Linked DNA regions of Sus scrofa: region 2 is linked to region 1. A link is a contact called in public Hi-C data. All regions are on one chromosome and are shown on one strand. The core of a region is the stretch at or near the end of the contact, and the rest is flanking DNA. Distances in the headings are between cores, read along the strand shown.

The links. A called contact is a pair of places that touch in the nucleus more often than the background predicts.
Region 2: a Hi-C map of alveolar macrophages shows a contact between it and region 1, with 2.3 times the contacts expected there. The contact joins two enhancer-like sites. A contact is called at or near these places in 4 of 47 Hi-C or Micro-C datasets (alveolar macrophages, embryonic fibroblasts, retroperitoneal adipose tissue and 1 more) and 1 of 2 datasets of contacts at active chromatin or transcription factors (alveolar macrophages).

Annotation. Positions count from the first base shown.
Region 1 is chrX:51,940,585-51,945,013 of Sscrofa11.1, forward strand. MSN (moesin) reads left to right here. Exons shown (of 13, transcript NM_001009578.1): 2 at 3,004-3,087. Among named protein-coding and RNA genes, the nearest start is that of MSN, 40 kb to the left of the region's middle. Within about 2 kb of position 2,352, at least 2 of the 83 cell types and tissues checked have an H3K27ac peak or open chromatin away from gene starts, as enhancers often do. A contact at or near this core is called in alveolar macrophages, where this site is marked.
Region 2 is chrX:52,176,209-52,180,847 of Sscrofa11.1, forward strand. VSIG4 (V-set and immunoglobulin domain containing 4) reads right to left here. Exons shown (of 8, transcript NM_001244102.1): 6 at 3,369-3,473; 7 at 1,147-1,168; 8 at 77-811. The coding sequence ends at 574. Among named protein-coding and RNA genes, the nearest start is that of VSIG4, 20 kb to the right of the region's middle. Within about 2 kb of position 1,638, at least 1 of the 83 cell types and tissues checked has an H3K27ac peak or open chromatin away from gene starts, as enhancers often do. A contact at or near this core is called in alveolar macrophages, where this site is marked.

The DNA of each region.
Region 1 (4,429 bases), core at 1,102-3,601:
CTAGCATATTTTTCAAGGCCTTCCATCTCCTTTCCAGCCTCTCTGCCCACTCTTCACCCTGCAGGCCTTATTTACACCAGAGTAGGCCTGCATACTTGCACCTATGTCTCTTTTTGGGCTATCACATGTATTGCTTTCTCTACCTGGGGCATTTGGGTGCTCTTCTCCCGACTCCCATGCTCCCTTTTTCAAAATCAAGGTTATTCTTAGAGATCAGTGGAAATACTTTGACCTGTGGATCCATATTTCCACAAAAACATATTTATTTTATTCTATTATGGCACTTTTCAGGGTTTCCCTCGTATATTATAATTTTCCTGTTATTCAGTAAGTACCTTGGGGTCAGGGACTGGTCCTACAGCCCTACTGCAACCATATGTTCTTAGACATAATATTCCATTAATATTGGGTAACCTGAAATAAATTTCTTAGGAGTCCTGAGGCCTCCATGAAGTCCATGGGTGTAATTTGAAATGGGAATGATCTATGAACTTGGAGGGAGGAAAATTACATATTTGTTTTCCAAAAATATCGTTTATACTGAAGACAAAGTTGAAATTACAGTAGTAATAACTAATAAGACCCAGTATTAGATAATTATATAATATAATAATAAATAAGTATGTATTAAATTTTGGTAACTCTTTCAATATAGTTGATCTCTTTTCTCTATATACTTATATACTTTATTTCATGCATTTACAAATATTTTGAGTAGGGTGTTAATAGACTTCACCAAACTGCCCAGAAGGGTCCATTGCACAAAAAAAAGTCAAGATGTAAAATGTTCCCACCTCTGAGTCATATATTATGCTATACCTACCTCTTATATCCCTTTGCTTAGCCAATGTCTTGTGAGTATCCAATGAGTCTTGAATATTAGAGAGGTAACGTTCATTAAGACAGAAACCTTGAGGTGCGAATGAGAATGGTATCTTTCAAAGTACTAAAAGGCCCACTGTCCCTTTTCTACTCTTTCCTATCCTGTCAAGTCATTGGTGTTTTCAGATCTTCCCTGTCAGCTCAAGGGTGATTTAAGGCTAGATGATCAGGCCAAATTTCAGCCCGTTAGGCCACATTCTCTCTACCTTATGAAAGTCCATTCTATGGAGGTTACCGGATTGGAAGGAAGCCTAGGTAACGCTGAGTCAAAGTGGCTAACCTTGCTCTCTGTCTCCCACTGGGGTACTTGCCATACTTGTTCCTGCCTTCATGGCCTTTCCTGTCCCATTGTCAATCCTGAAATAGATTTCCTCCTTGGCTCCCTGGTGAGATTTATTTACAAAATTGTTCCTCAGGCCTGGTCCTCATCAGAATTGTTTAGCTGGCAAAATTGCTGTCTGGCCCCCTCTTCCCCGCTAGCTGACCCCTGTGCTCAGGAAAGGCCCAGAAGTGTCGAAGACTGATAAGGCTTAATGTCTTACTCACTCTGTGGGGATTTACATCTTTGACAATTATATTTTTAGTCCTCCCCTAAAGGACAACTAATATGTGAGCATCCTAGAAAATGTAGATTTTTAATTTAAAAAATGGAGAATGTACTCATAACATAACTACCCCAAAACCAAGACTGACTAACACTTGGGTATAGTTCCAGTAACCTCTGTATTCATACTTTTTAGAAAATTGAGCTCGTAATGTCTTGTTGGTTACTATTCCTTACTTAATATTACTGAACTCTTTTTTCCCTGGGCATGAAATAGTCTTTATAAATATTTTATATGACCAAATTAAAAGCCATCTTGTGACTGTACCATATAGGTTACTTAAGCAAAATATCTAACAACTAAAAAATTTATTCTTTGATTTTTTTTTAACAGAGATATTTTTTACTTTGATGTAATGGGGACTTAATATATTGGTTTAAATTGTGAGGTTTGGCTGTAGATCTGAATTCAAACCCTGTCTTCTCCACTTAGTAGTGATGTGACTTTAGACAAATATCTAAGTCTTCATCCCCAGTATGGAGATAGTGTTCTTTACTTCACAGGGGGATTGTTGATGTTAAATGAGGCAGTCATATAAAGTGCCTAGTGAATAATACGTCTCCATACATGAAAGCTACTGCTTATGGTTGCTATTAGTATTCTTACCACCATTATCAAGTTTTCAAGCCAAAGGAACAAATCTCTACTGATAAAATTTCAGCTATCATTGACCTTGGCTATGGGATCTGCTCTTTAAGGTAGAAGGTACTTTTTCTAGTGCCTATGAAATCCTATGTGTGCCTACTTGTTATTTTCATCTGGGCCTGTCCCTGTCTCTTTTCCCTCTGCTGACTTAGGAACACCTCTGTGTTGCCCACACCCATCTCTTTTGAGGCCCCTTTCCTCTCTTGTGCCTAGGGAGACCAAGGAGACACAAATACAGGAAGTGTTAACAATGCAAGTCAGTATATAGAACCATAGATGTCAGCACTATGTAGTCATCTAGTGTAACTGACAACCTCCATCCCCTGCACTCCTGCCCTTGAACAGATGAGGGGCACTAAGGAAAGGGATAAAACTTATGCAAGGTTGTAGAGTGAGCCAGTTATGGTGCTAAGCCAGTGCTCTTTATCCTGTCCTTAACTTGGCTCTGCAAAGACCAGTGCTTTAGATAATCCAGGCCATTATCTAAAGATTATCTTTAGATAATCCAGAGCAGAGATGGGGAGAGAACGCTGTGGGCTTGGAGCTGGCTGGTATAGGTGGGGAAGGCTTCCTGGAAGAAGTACAGTTAACACTTACTTTCTCTCAATAGCAGGTTGATTTGCATTTTTTATTTGCCCCTTGGTGAGCATTGCCCTGTAGCTGTAGGTCCCCCCCGCCGGCCCCCCACCCCGTCTTCAGTAAATTGATTGGAAGTCAAGGTTGGGATATTGTTTGTTTCAATAGTCTCTCTTCCCACCAATGTCTAAATTTACTATGTTCTTGCATCTTAGTTCCCTCTCCAGAGACTTGTCCCAAGCTCTGCTGAGCACAGAGCAAGACAACTAATTTGCCTCCTTTGATTTCATCCTAGATCAATGTCCGTGTGACCACCATGGATGCAGAGCTGGAGTTTGCCATCCAGCCCAACACCACTGGCAAGCAACTGTTTGACCAGGTAAGGGAAGGACTTTTTGCTCCTTAGACTTTTCCACTACAGGTAGCTTCCACCATAATGTCTGATTCTTGGGAATGACTTCTGTTTGCTTGTCCAGAATAATTCAAAACAAAGGCTAACCTCAGCCTTCATAACAAAAGAGGCAGACTTTAACTTTGGTAGTCTGCACTTCGGATGGCTCCAGTTAATCCTATCCTTGGTGCTGAATATGGGAGAAAAGAGAAGTTATTAGGTGGAGTATGGCTGTGCTAGATGCTTTAAAAATTGTCAGCACACAGAGCCTTTCTCTCAACTCTGAAAGATATAAGTGATCTCTTTTCCATTTTTTTCTCTCTTGGCTACACCTGCAGCATATGGAAGTTCCTAGGCCAGAAGTCAAATCCAAGCTAGAGCTGCAACCTACACCACAGCAGCAGCAGTGCTGCATCCTCAACCCACTGCTCCTGGCCAGGGAGCTAACTGGCGCCTCCACAGAGACAAGTGGGGTCATTAACCCACTGCACCACTGTGGGAACTCCCTCTTCTCCATTTTAGTGATGAGACTCAGAAGTTAGATAACTTAATTGCACTCAGCTGATATCTGGTTGGAATTTGAACCCCACATTCTTGTTACTGTACAACATGGCCTCTGTTACATGTTTTTTTCTCCCTTATAGAAGGAAGCCAACATATTCTCTCTGAGGTAGTGTGCTCTCTGTACCTTTCCTTCAAGGAATATTGGAACTTGGATACCACTGGGGGTGATGAATGCAGTGGGAGGGTACCTCAGCTCCTGTAATCATGCCATGGAGATAATGCCAAAGTGGTCATTCCCATCTCCAATCCAAGGTGTGTCCCTTCACTGTGATCATCATTATCAGAAGAGATGTGCTATATGATAGCCAGGTAAGGGCTGTAGGATCTTTCAGCATTCAGAGACACTCCAGGGACCAAAGGAATGTGCCATCTGTGATCAGACTTCCAGGAGTAAACATGGGGCTCCCATTTCCAGAGACTGGGATTCCTCCATATGGGCCATTATTCCATTTCCCCACCAGCCTCTAGTGAGGTGGGAGTTGGAAATTGTCCAGGATATTGGGACTACATATCCCCTCAATGGCTTTTCCAGGCCCTTTTGCTCCACTTTCTCCTTTGCCTTTTGAGTATCTCTGCTTTCTGAATGCTTATCCAGAGTTGGGAAGGGAAAGGAAGAAAGAGGTTATATTCAAATGGGATCATTCTATTCCTATCAATATTCCCGCCCAACTGGTGAAGGGAGAGAATGGAGATGGGGTGGTATAGGGCTGTTTTCCATTCAGATCTTTATGTAGAGGGAAGGAGGAAGGCATGGCTAGCAATGTGA
Region 2 (4,639 bases), core at 388-2,887, 230 kb after region 1:
CAACTATCTCAACTAGTCTAACTTCAATCGCTTTTCTTAGGTCCTTGAGAGAAGACCAATATGACCAAGATTGCTATTATGTTTAGATATTTATTGAGCATCAAAAGGGTATGAGAACACTAGACTCACAGTGCAGGAGCAGAACTGAACTTTGGCCTGTTACATGATAATCTCAATTAAAAGCTATCTGGTACTAGACAAAGGAAAGTGATCCTGAATCTAACTGGTCCCCTGAGCTGGCAGAGCTGAGCATCCCTCTGGTGGTAAGAAGTCAAAATTCATTGGTGTCTAGAGGCAAGATGACAAAGTACTAGTTATATGTGAAATTCCCTCTGGTGTCTGGAGAGAAGCAGCAGAAGCCACAGGCAGGGATACTAGAAGGGCCTAGAGCCTGACCAGTAGCAGTCTTGCTTGAGGTGCATATGACAGCTGCTTAGGCCAAGGGACTCCAGAGTTGGCAGGAAAGATACATTGGACAATCCAGGAAGAAAAAATATTAGGAAAAGGGGTCATGCAGAGTGCTGGGACTGAGTAGGCAACCATGTTTATAGACCCTTGCCGAATAGGATACTTTTAGCAGACACCCTTGCCCTTAGTGGTCGGATGCTCATAATTCCGGGGAACTGTGTGCAGCAAGCGAGTGTAGTCACCATTGACCTGGGCGATGATCTGGTACTCCTGGCCTAGGCAAGGCTCATCAGAATAGTCGTTGCCCAGAGTCTGGGAAGGTGGATCTTCACTGGAGCAGCCACTTGCGAAGATGGCCACCCTCATGGATTCACCAGAGTCACTGGCCTCCCTGGCATGCACCCTGTGGCCAAAGAACCCAAAACCCATGAGAAGAAATTTGAATCTGGGACCCTGGTTTCCCAACTTTCTGCCCCAATTCTTGCCAACTGATCCTTAGGCACTGGCCACCCAGGGATTATAGAGGTTGGGTGAATCTGAATTATTTTGTGTTTTCATTGGGCCAGGACAGAACCATAGGAGGTGCTTCAGAAAGGGAAGAAAGTTGTGCCCTCACCCTGACAGCCTCTGGGCTTAAGATTGGTACTGTGCCAAACCTCCTTTCCTTTATGCCAGTAACCAAAAATATTGAGAGCAAAGAAGGGGTCAGAAGATACAAGAGGAGAGGGGCTATCTTACCTGGCCACTTCATATACATGCTCTAGAAAAGAAGGAAGAATCAGGTCAGAAGTCTCCATGGGGAGTGGACAAGGGCCAAGCATGGACCTTGAGTACTCATCAAAAGGTGAGGGAAGGGGAAATTGAAAGGGGCATCTCAATATGTCTCAGCCTTCCAACAAATGGGAGCTGTTGGGAAGATGAGTTGAAATACAGGGATGCAGATTTCTCAGGGAAAGGAAGAGGAAGCCTACTTGATCACGGTTATCTTTGGCAGTTTCTGACTCTGGACAGTGGGTTGGAGCAGTTGATTGGTGTGGCAGAAGGAGGAAAAAATGGACTGGACCCATTATCCACCTAGGAATCTTGCCAAAGATCCATAGAGCGTCTTTGTGGGAAGCCATTCAGAGCCCAGGCAAAAGGAGCTGAATTAATATGATGCCCAGGACCATGGCTTGAGCCATACCCAGATACATTCATCCCACACTACACCCAGGAAAGATCCTCAACTAGGTCAATATTGCCCCCTAGTGTATGTGATGGAGAAGTAAGTACATTCCTTGCAGGCTTAAAGGCTCTACAGCCTGATATAAAGATAGATGTCTCTTGAGACAGCATTTTAGGGGCTTATAATCGTTCAGGTATGCAACCAGGACTGTAAACACAGCAAAGCAGACTTGGCATTGCATCCCACAGGTCTTTGCCTTGTGATAGAGTCCTGTATTTCCACATCTTGCCTCCCCAATTGGCATAGTAACTCCCATACTATATAGTCCTTTTCACTTTGATATACCTAGTACATGGTACATAGTAGGCACTTGGTAACTACATATTAAATTGAACTGATGCCCTAAGTCTGTCTCCCTTATAGAGAGGTAGAAAGCAGAAATTCTGGGAAGGCAATTCAGAAAGGAAAAAAAAATCTAAGGACATCAGATGTATGGCTTATGTGCCTACTTGACCCCAGTGGCTAGAAATGAAATGGAATGGTGGGGGTTGATAAGATAGACCAGAAGCACATTACAGAGGGCTTTTAATGGAATACTACATTTTGACCCCTATCTCCTAAATCATGGACAGTTGTTAAAGGGAAATACTCTAATATGGTTACAGTTTATACCCAATCTCATTGAGACTATAATGAATGTTTTTTCTTTTAGTACTCCTGGTATTTGTAGCCATTTAAGATATCCCCACTTTCAAGTTTAGTCTCAGGGGTCATAGCCATGGTAATTGGCCAAGACCAGAGCTTATACTTGAGACTCAGGTGAAGGAGACCCTATTCTCTTCTTTGGTTTGAGAGATCCATGGGAGAAATCAGGCTATTTGGGAGTAGAATATATTACAGAGAAATAGACACATGAATGCTAGTTAAAATGGTTAGTGCAGCAGGAATTGAGGGGTAGTTAGGATTTACTCAGAAATCAACATCCAAATTATCTTTTTTCTCCTCTGTTGGCAAATAGTTGTTAAATGGCCCTGACAACTATGCCATAATCATGTCAGTCCTCAGCTTAAATTGTTTGTGTGATTTTTATTGCCTTTGCAAGATTTAGACTAGAAAGTCCAAATTCCTTAACCTGTTACTCAAGACCTTCTATAATTAGGAATAAATTTTTCTTTTTCCCCTGTATTTCTCTATTACTCGGCTATATGAATTTTCTTTATTGATGACCTCACTCACAGTTATCTTTTAAGATTTTGCCCCTTTACACATGTAGTCACTCCCTCCTGGAATATTGCCCCCTTCCAAATAGTTTTCATCCTCCAAGGATGAGTCTAAGTCCTGCCTCCTTCTGAAAGCCCTTGTCAATTACTCCTACTAACTGACTCTCCTGTCCTCTGGATCCCTTTAGCATTGATTGTCTTCCCCAGGCTTTGAGTCCATAGCCTTTATAGCTATGTATTTTTATTGATAAACTTCATGATTCATAATTCTATTGGTTAAATTATAAGCAACTTGAAGCCAAAGAATGTGACTTCTTTTCTTGCATCCTCATGAAAAACCCATTAGGTAGATGCTGTACTAGGTTGGGTATCAAAGTTTTGTGAATTAACTTTCATAAGTTGTATTCTCATTTTTGCCTTGCATATCTTTCTCCATGGACCCCTACCCTCACTCTAAAACTATGCTGGGGACTCTTTGAAGTGCCTACCATAGTACCTGATACAGACTTTATGCTCAACAAAGCTGAATTAGTGAATGAATGGGCAAGAGCCACCCCATCATACTCATCACTCACCCTGTTGGGATGTCTTCCGACAGAGCATAATATACGTCAGGGTGATGACCATTATACAGCACAAGGAAATGATGAGAATGATGGCAAAGATAGGCAGTCCTTTTCCTAGGAGGCAAAACAAGACAAAGTGGTATCTGCTTGAAAACAAATCCAGAGAGACAGACTGATGAGCCCAGAGCAGCTCACATTTCTTTCTTTTCCATTTCTCATTTTCTCCTATTTTGTTGTTGTTGTTGTTGTTGTTGTTGTTGTTGTTGTTGTTGTTGTTGCTATTTCTTGGGCCGCTCCCGCAGCATATGGAGGTTCCCAGGCTAGGGGTCGAATCGGAGCTGTAGCCACCAGCCTACGCCAGAGCCACAGCAACGCGGGATCCGAGCCGGGTCTGCAACCTACACCACAGCTCAAGGCAACGCCGGATCGTTAACCCACTGAGCAAGGGCAGGGACCGAACCCGCAACCTCATGGTTCTTAGTCGGATTCGTTAACCACTGCGCCACGACGGGAACTCCCTCTCCTAATTTTCTTAGCTAGCCAGAGGGACAAACAAAACCCCAGGCCCACAAGAAAGACTTGAAAGAAGCTAGAGATGCCATGTATAAACAAGATATTTCAGAGTAACTTGTTGGTGGCTGATTGGCCTGGAAATTTGAGCCAGTCCTCTATGCTTTCCATAGGGCCAAGACAAGAGGTTTTTCACCTTTTTTTTAGAGTGGAGAAAGTAGTACTATGACTTCCCAGCTTCACAAAAATGCTACTTTATTGAGATTCTGATCAATTATTTCTAGCCACAAGGATTCCTTTCTTCACATTGTCTGGACAAGTACCCAGGTTGCTTTGTCCTCAAAATATATTTCCACTGATTCTCCTTGGTTACATATCCCTATCAGACCCAAGATGAAGGAAACCATTGGAATAGCCTTCCAGTCCTGGATCTGTTATTTATGTGCTCTATGAATGTGATAGGCAGAATAAGGGTCTTTTGAAGAGGTTCACATCCAAATCCCCAGAACCTGTGGGTATGCTAGTTGACATGTAAGAAGGAATTAAGATCGCAGATAGATTTAAGATTGTTATTTAGTTGACATTGAGATGGGGAGATTATCTTGCATTATCTGGGTAGGCTCAATGTCATCACAAAGGGTCCTTCCAAAGTGGAAGAAGGAAATGGAAGAGGTGGTCATAGTTAGAGAAAGACTTGAGGATGCTATATTGCTAGTTTTGAAAGTGGTGGAAGGAGGTCAAAAGCCAAGGAAAGATGGTAGCTTTTAGGA